2 separate regions of the Hordeum vulgare genome follow, and region 1 is linked to region 2. A link is a contact called in public Hi-C data. All regions are on one chromosome and are shown on one strand. The core of a region is the stretch at or near the end of the contact, and the rest is flanking DNA. Distances in the headings are between cores, read along the strand shown. Region 1 holds the start of LOC123451918 (nicotinate-nucleotide pyrophosphorylase [carboxylating], chloroplastic). Region 2 holds the start of LOC123397933.

The links. A called contact is a pair of places that touch in the nucleus more often than the background predicts.
Region 1: a Hi-C map of seedling shows a contact between it and region 2, with 4 times the contacts expected there. The contact joins the promoter of LOC123451918 here to the promoter of LOC123397933 in region 2. A contact is called at or near these places in 3 of 6 Hi-C or Micro-C datasets (leaf and seedling) and 1 of 1 datasets of contacts at active chromatin or transcription factors (embryo).

The regions. Positions count from the first base shown.
Region 1 is chr5H:512,815,559-512,818,986 of MorexV3_pseudomolecules_assembly, reverse strand. It overlaps LOC123451918 (nicotinate-nucleotide pyrophosphorylase [carboxylating], chloroplastic), which reads left to right and starts at 1,725. Exons shown (of 10, transcript XM_045128475.1): 1 at 1,725-2,045; 2 at 2,915-3,048; 3 at 3,180-3,243; 4 at 3,353-3,428. The coding sequence starts at 1,802.
Region 2 is chr5H:512,691,370-512,694,792 of MorexV3_pseudomolecules_assembly, reverse strand. LOC123397933 reads left to right here and starts at 1,536. Exons shown (of 3, transcript XM_045092446.1): 1 at 1,536-1,737; 2 at 2,711-2,818; 3 at 2,915-3,423. The coding sequence starts at 1,675. The coding sequence ends at 3,127.

The DNA of each region.
Region 1 (3,428 bases), core at 476-2,975, 120 kb before region 2:
ATGGGCGCCCGAGGATCTGTGGGGTTTCTGGCCCTCCCGGGGATTTTCCTCTCAAAACCTCCCCAATCCCCCTTAACCAAACGAGGCCTCAAGGGGGAAACCCTAAAGGGGGCGCCACCCCTCCCTTCCCCCTATATAGTGGGGTTTTTGGCCTTTGGAGATACGGTTTTTCCATCTCTCTCGGCGCAGCCCTATCTCTCTTCTTCCTCCTCTCCCACGGTGCTTGGCGAAGCCCTGCCGGAAGACCTTGTCTCTCCATCGACACCACGCCGTCGTGCTGCCGAAGATCTTTCCCAACCTCTCCCTCGTCCTTGCTGGATCAAGGTGCGGGAGATGTCACCGGGCTGCACGTGTGTTGAACGCGGAGGTGCCGTGGTTCGGCACTAGATCGGAATCACACCGCGATCTGAATCGTCGCGAGTACGACTCCATCAACCGCGTTCTAGCAACGCTTCCGCTTAGCGATCTTCAAAGGTATGAAGATGCACTCACCCCTCTCTCGTTGCTGGTCTCTCCATAGGAAGATCTGAATATGGCGTAGAAATTTTTTCAATTTATGCAACGTGACCCAACACCAAGCCGCCGGGATGCACCCCAAGCAAAAGAGCAAACGAACGAAGGCATACACAGCGACGAGCGCCATCCTTTTTGTATGCCGCCAAGTGTGCTTGCATGACCACGACCGCGATGGCGTGGTCGAACTCCCGCCCCTTTTTTGTGTTGTCATGCGTGTCGGCCGCTGGCAAGTGCGTTAGTATAAACTATGTGGTGTTTTCTAAAGCTCGCATTGTATGTCGCTCGCTCGCATGGTGCTAGCATGAACTTTGGACGACAACATGGTTGATGGTTTGATCTACGGCCGCGAGACTTTTTAAATGTATGCGCGAACATAAAATAGATCGCGGACGTTGGACACACTGCCATCCAAATCTTGAACTGGACGGACGCCGAGTGAGCGGCCAACCCAAACGGATAAAAAAGACAAAAAACGTTGTCGGTTTGGATCTTGTTGTAAGTATAATTGGAGATGCGCTGAGTGGCGAAAGAAAAACACCCAGCCAAGTCCTCACCACGACCAGATCTGGCTAAACGGGTCGTGTAACTGGGCCAGTCCGACAGCCCACGTGCCTCGCACGACACGGGCCCGGCACAACACGGGCCTGGCCCGGCACGTTCTAATCGTGCTCGGGCCCGACATGAAGCACGCCTAAGGTCGTGCCTGGGGCTGGAGGTTGGGCACGCGGACCAAGACGGCACGGTCCATTTACCGTTTTTATTTTTTATTTTTATTTTTATATATATATAAGATGAAAAGGCCCAATAGATCAAATTAACCAAAAAACAACCCAGCATGTTAAAATCAACCCAAAAAATAGTCAGACATATGCCAAAATCGATCCAAATAACAGCCTAAAATACTAAATTCCTAACAGCCAGCAGGCCTGGCGTACCGACGGGCCGGCTCATATAGCCCCCTGCCGTGCTTGGACCTGGACCCCGAACACGTGGGCCGGTATGATACGACCCATTTAATAAACATGTCTCGGCAGGTCGTGCTGTGGCAGGTCGGGCCGGCCCGTTAGTATGACCACGACTGCCCTTCGGCCAAGCGAAGGAGCAAAGAGCGTGAGGCCGCCGAGGCGCGAGCCGGGTCGGGTGGACTGCACCACCGGTCCGGTGTGTCTGGTGTGGTTCAACGCAAAGCCGCACCGCATCGCCATCGCGCGCCGCGGACACACAGAAAAAGGCGGCTCCTTTCCGCCGCTGGCACGCGCCCCAACCCCCGCCGGGCAGACCGCGGATGACTCCCACCGCCGCCGCGCCCATCCGCCAGCACCTCCCCTCCTCCTCCTCCTCGGCGCGCTCCGGCAACCTGCGCCTCCCCGCCCGCCTGCGCCTGCCCGCTCGCCCCCGCGCCGCCCCCTCGGCCTCCATGTCGGCCGAGCCGCGGCCGGCGCCGTCGCCCGTGCCGCCGCCGGCGCACCCCACCTACGACCTTAGCGCCGTCATCGCCCTCGCCCTCTCCGAGGACGCCGGCCACCGAGGTAACGTGCCTGCGCCACTCCTCTCCGCAGTCTGCACAACTACCGTGCTAGTCTGTCCCGAGTTCCAGTCCCTCGCGCCGCCCGCACAGCGCGACTAGCCAATTATTTTTGTTTCGTCGCTGCTTCAGCTGTACTGCACCTCGCTCTTTGGCTTCGAATTGCTCGTCAGTGTTTCTGTACGCGATCGATCACAGTTGCACTCGCAGGCATCAGTCCGGCTTAAGCTCGCCATGTAGTTCCAGGTGCTGACTCTTATTGAGTAGCAGTTGAAATTGTGCTACGATCGACCCTTAAGAGTGTGTGGAAAATTAAAATAGTGCTGCTGCTGACTCTCCCACCCTAAGTCTGGTTGATTGCGATAGGAGACACAACATTTTAGTTGTCCAATTTGCTGCTGCAGACAGGATTCAGATGTCAGGTGTCTAGCTAGCTGAGCTCGTTGCTGTTGGCTTGTTGTTGGAGTACATGGGAAAAGGTCACTTATGATGGAAGAATGAAGAAATTGAATGGATCAGATCAACTCATACCCACTTATATTACTATATGTGATGTTCACTCTCCAGCAATCAGTACCAGACATTTCGTTTATTCGCTTTCATCCCGAGTCTGTATTTTCAGCCAGTCGTGTCATGTGCTTTCCTGGTAATCAACCTACTTGTGACCATTCTCTCTCGCTCAAACAGTGACCTATTAGCTAAAGAAAAGGAGATAACTAGATAAGCTCCAGTTGTGTCATTTCTTTCGCAAGTTGCTATGCAGGTTGGGTTTTGTTCTCTTTTGATACTGAAACTTTGTCCCGCTTTTGAATTGTCATACATGTGTCATCTTTCACTGTGATAATGTTCTAACTGTCTGTCAACACCTTTCAGGGGATGTGTCGTGTTTGGCTACCATACCAACCGATGTAAAGGCTGAAGCCACTTTTATCGCTAAGGAGGATGGTGTCATCGCAGGCATAAGCCTAGCTGAGATGATATTTAACCAAGTTGATCCATCGTTGAAGGTATGTCTATCGCGTCGGATTCCCCGTTTTCTGTTCTGGTCTTCTGGCAGATATGGTTATTCAGATTGAGGTATCATATGTGATATTGACTATGGGTCTGTACCTGTTGTTCCTTCTTGGACATTTTCCAGGTTCAATGGTTTGAGACTGATGGAAATTATGTCCATAAGGGATTGCAGTTTGGCAAAGTATATGGTAAAAAGCCTTGAAAATACCATATTCGGCAGCACTTAACAGTGTGATGTTGTGTTAACTCCTTTTCAAGTCTTAATATTCTCTCCCCCATTTGCATTCTTTAATTAAGGGTGTGCCCAGAGTATTATTGTTGCTGAGAGGGTTGTGCTAAATTTCATGCAAAGAATGAGTGGAATCGCTACAAT
Region 2 (3,423 bases), core at 287-2,786:
GTGGTTAGGAGTAGCGATAGTTGTTGCTAAGGTGGTGGCTTCGAACAAACTGATGTACTAATTGTAAGGTTTCTATGAATAATTAATAAAATGGTTGCATGCATTGTTCAGATGCAGATGCCGGGGGAAATCCTCCTTTTCTAAAAAAAAAGAAGAATTGAGAAATGCATGCGTGAGATGAAATAATTGAGATATGTTGGGAAGGGAAACTGAGAAGTTAATGGGGGCTACGAGGGGAGCCCAACGAGGGAATCCATAAGTCATGAGAGATATTAATACAATCATAACTTAGAGCATCTTCAATGAATCTTTACCTAATAATAAAAAGGTTGTCGCTTCCGTCGGAAAACCCACCGAGGTGATTTTACAAAAAGCCCTTACTATTTATGACATTAAACTCGTAGTATATATTAAATATATTTTTAAATACTCATATCTTTTAAACCGTAACTCCAAATTTAACATATTATACATGGAATTTGATTAGAAAAATATGTAGAATTTAAATATGATATTTTTTTATCTGTTAAACGTTTAATAAAAATACTACCTATGGTGCAATCTTAATAAATAAGTCATTATTCGTCTTTCTTTCATATCAGTATTCATCCGGGTTGGGAATGAACACGTCAACAAAATCAGGATTAGAGATGAAACTGAAGGTCACTTGACTGATTCTTTGTACGTATTAAATCTACATGCAAGCCGTGTTAAAATAGAAAACCTGTGAAATTTTGAACTGCATTTTTGTAGGATAAGACCATCTTTATTTGTATCGTAACTATAAATTCTCAAATTATAGACATTTTTTATAAATTAAGAGTGTGTGCCGTGTGGTATTTCTTTCTCCCGTTGCAACGCATAAGCCCTTTTGCTAGTGATGTAAAATAGATGGAGGCTACTTTCTACATCACGAGAGGGCAAAAACACTGCTTTAACAGTTAGAGCAAAATTTGCATCACCAAGTGCTATTTTTACATCAACAAGTGGTCCAACAGAAGATGTAAAATAGGACACCCACAAGAAGACTACCATGATGTATTTTCCAACACCTATATACATCCGTTGGAGTTGAAGATTTTTGGTGATGTAAAAATCACCTTTTGGTCTTGTGAATTTTACTCGAAGCAAAATTTAGTTATGTATTTTACATCACTATTGGAGTATACTCCTGGCATACGTGATTTTCACTAGGTGTATTACACATTGAGTATTTTTATGGCATGTTACACATGTTTTGTTAGTTAAATTGAAGAGCTAAAAATACATGTCTGACATACAAATGCGGATGGAGGAAATGAACCAAATCACGCATGGTCCAAAAGTGCATTATATAATGCCCTTTATCATTCAGAAGTAAGTAATTTATTTATTTGAGAGCCAATAAAGAAAATCGAATAAAGGAAAAAAGTTTGGGGTATCTGTTCGTGGGCTTAAGATGCTACTATATCTGACTTTACTAGCCGATCTACCAAGCCCAACAATTCTGCTAAAAAGAGTACCAAGCCCAATAAAGGAGCCAGTTAGTCCAGAACTCCGACTCCAGCGACACGTCACCTTTTCGAGGCAAAGCAAAACCAAGCCAAGTATCCATCCAATCTAACCGGCAAACGCAGCGACGACTCGCCGGAGAAGAATCCCGTCGGGAAATCAATCCATCGGAGGAGCTTCACGATGGCGGGGGAGGGGAGGCCGGACGCGCAGCTCTTCCAGCTCCTTACCGACCTTCTCCAGGAGGTACGTACGTGCGCGCGCCGTCTCGATCCGCGTCCGATCTCGATTCCTCGCCGGTCGGCCGCCGTCGATTGGAGCCTGGCTTGACGGTTCCCTACCAGGAGGATCCGTTTGCTCCGTTAGGAGGTCCTTCGTTTCACGGATCTGGTCGGGATTAGAGGGGGGGACGCTTCTGCTATTGCTTACAATCGTTGACACTACTGTATTTGTATCTCATAAGGCCCATCTCATAATATTAGCCAGAATGCCCAAGACCCAAGTACCTGTACTAGCTTACCTGGTCTTCACTCAAAAATCGTGAAATCAGCAGTGTTTGTATGTTTGTTTCATCGTGTGCTGATTTGCAAGACAGAACAGGATAGCCATAATCCCCATCTAGTTCTCTCCGACTACAATTATTTAGGCATGGAGGGAGTATTTTGCATTGTTTTATCAGAAACTTAGCGACTATTATGGGTATCTGTGTCTAGCTGTATCTGAATATTGGCAATGCCATGCATGTGATGCTTTGTCTCATAATATATATACCAGTTCATTGATGTTGTCTCTGTTGATTCGGACACTTGTTATGCAAAAACTGTTAGTTTACTCTTAATCCTCAGTTTCCTGGGTATATTTCTTACTTCAGAGAATTCAGCCTCGTATATTTTCCATGGCAGTACTGCATTTGTCTTGTGGTGATGGACTCTTGAGTATAATTACATTGGTGTCTCCATGCATCTGCATCTACAGTACTTGCTGTCTCGAGCTGTATCTGAATATTGGGAATGCCATGCATGGATGTTTTGTTCCAAAATTTGTAGTATACCAGTTCATCAATATTGTCTCCTACGATTCACCTCAGTTTCCAGAGCATATTTTTTACTTCAGACAATTTAGCCTTGTATATTTTCCATGGCAATACGGCATTTGTCTTTTGGTTATGGACCCTTGATAAATTAACAGGTTTTCAATTCTCTTTTGTTAATATATGTAGGTGGAGTCAATGAGCAACCAGGAAGAGGTAGAATTGAGAGCAAAGATTGAAGCGCTGGGCCTAGAAATCACCAAGGTTCCAGAGCAGGCACCTAAGCAACTTGATGAGGTAACTGCAACACTCTTACCACCACATCCTGCTGTTCCCCATTCCATGAATCTATGTTTTATTATCTCATTAGCTTTGGCCCAACTCTCTCTTCAGTTAGAGATAGCCGCAGAGCTGGACAGGTTGTCGGCAAGGCTCGATAATGTCGACAAGATGATATCATCTGCCATTACATCTGACCCAGAGGTGAAATCGCTTCTGAGCAGCACCTCCGATGTCTGGATGCCCGTCATCACCGCGTCCGCCAATGAAAGGCGGGGGTTCACGGGAACAAGCGGCGACAAGGAAGAGCAAGAGAAATCTAAGTAAATAGCTGGGACTGAAGCCCTTGTACTCCTTTGTGCCTGCGTTGTTCTGCATTTTCCTTCCATGAGTATATGTTCATAGCTTCCCTCCGTCCCAAAATTCTTGTCTTAGGTTTGTCCAAAAATAGATGTATCTAAATACTAAAACGTGACTAGATACATTCATATCTAGACAAATCTAAGACAAGAATTTTGGGACGGAGGGAGTATGTATCAAATGTTCTTTGGGGCAATAACAGAAAATAAATACACATGTTGTTAATGTACTTGCTATTCTAATTCGCGCTATGGTTGAGGTAA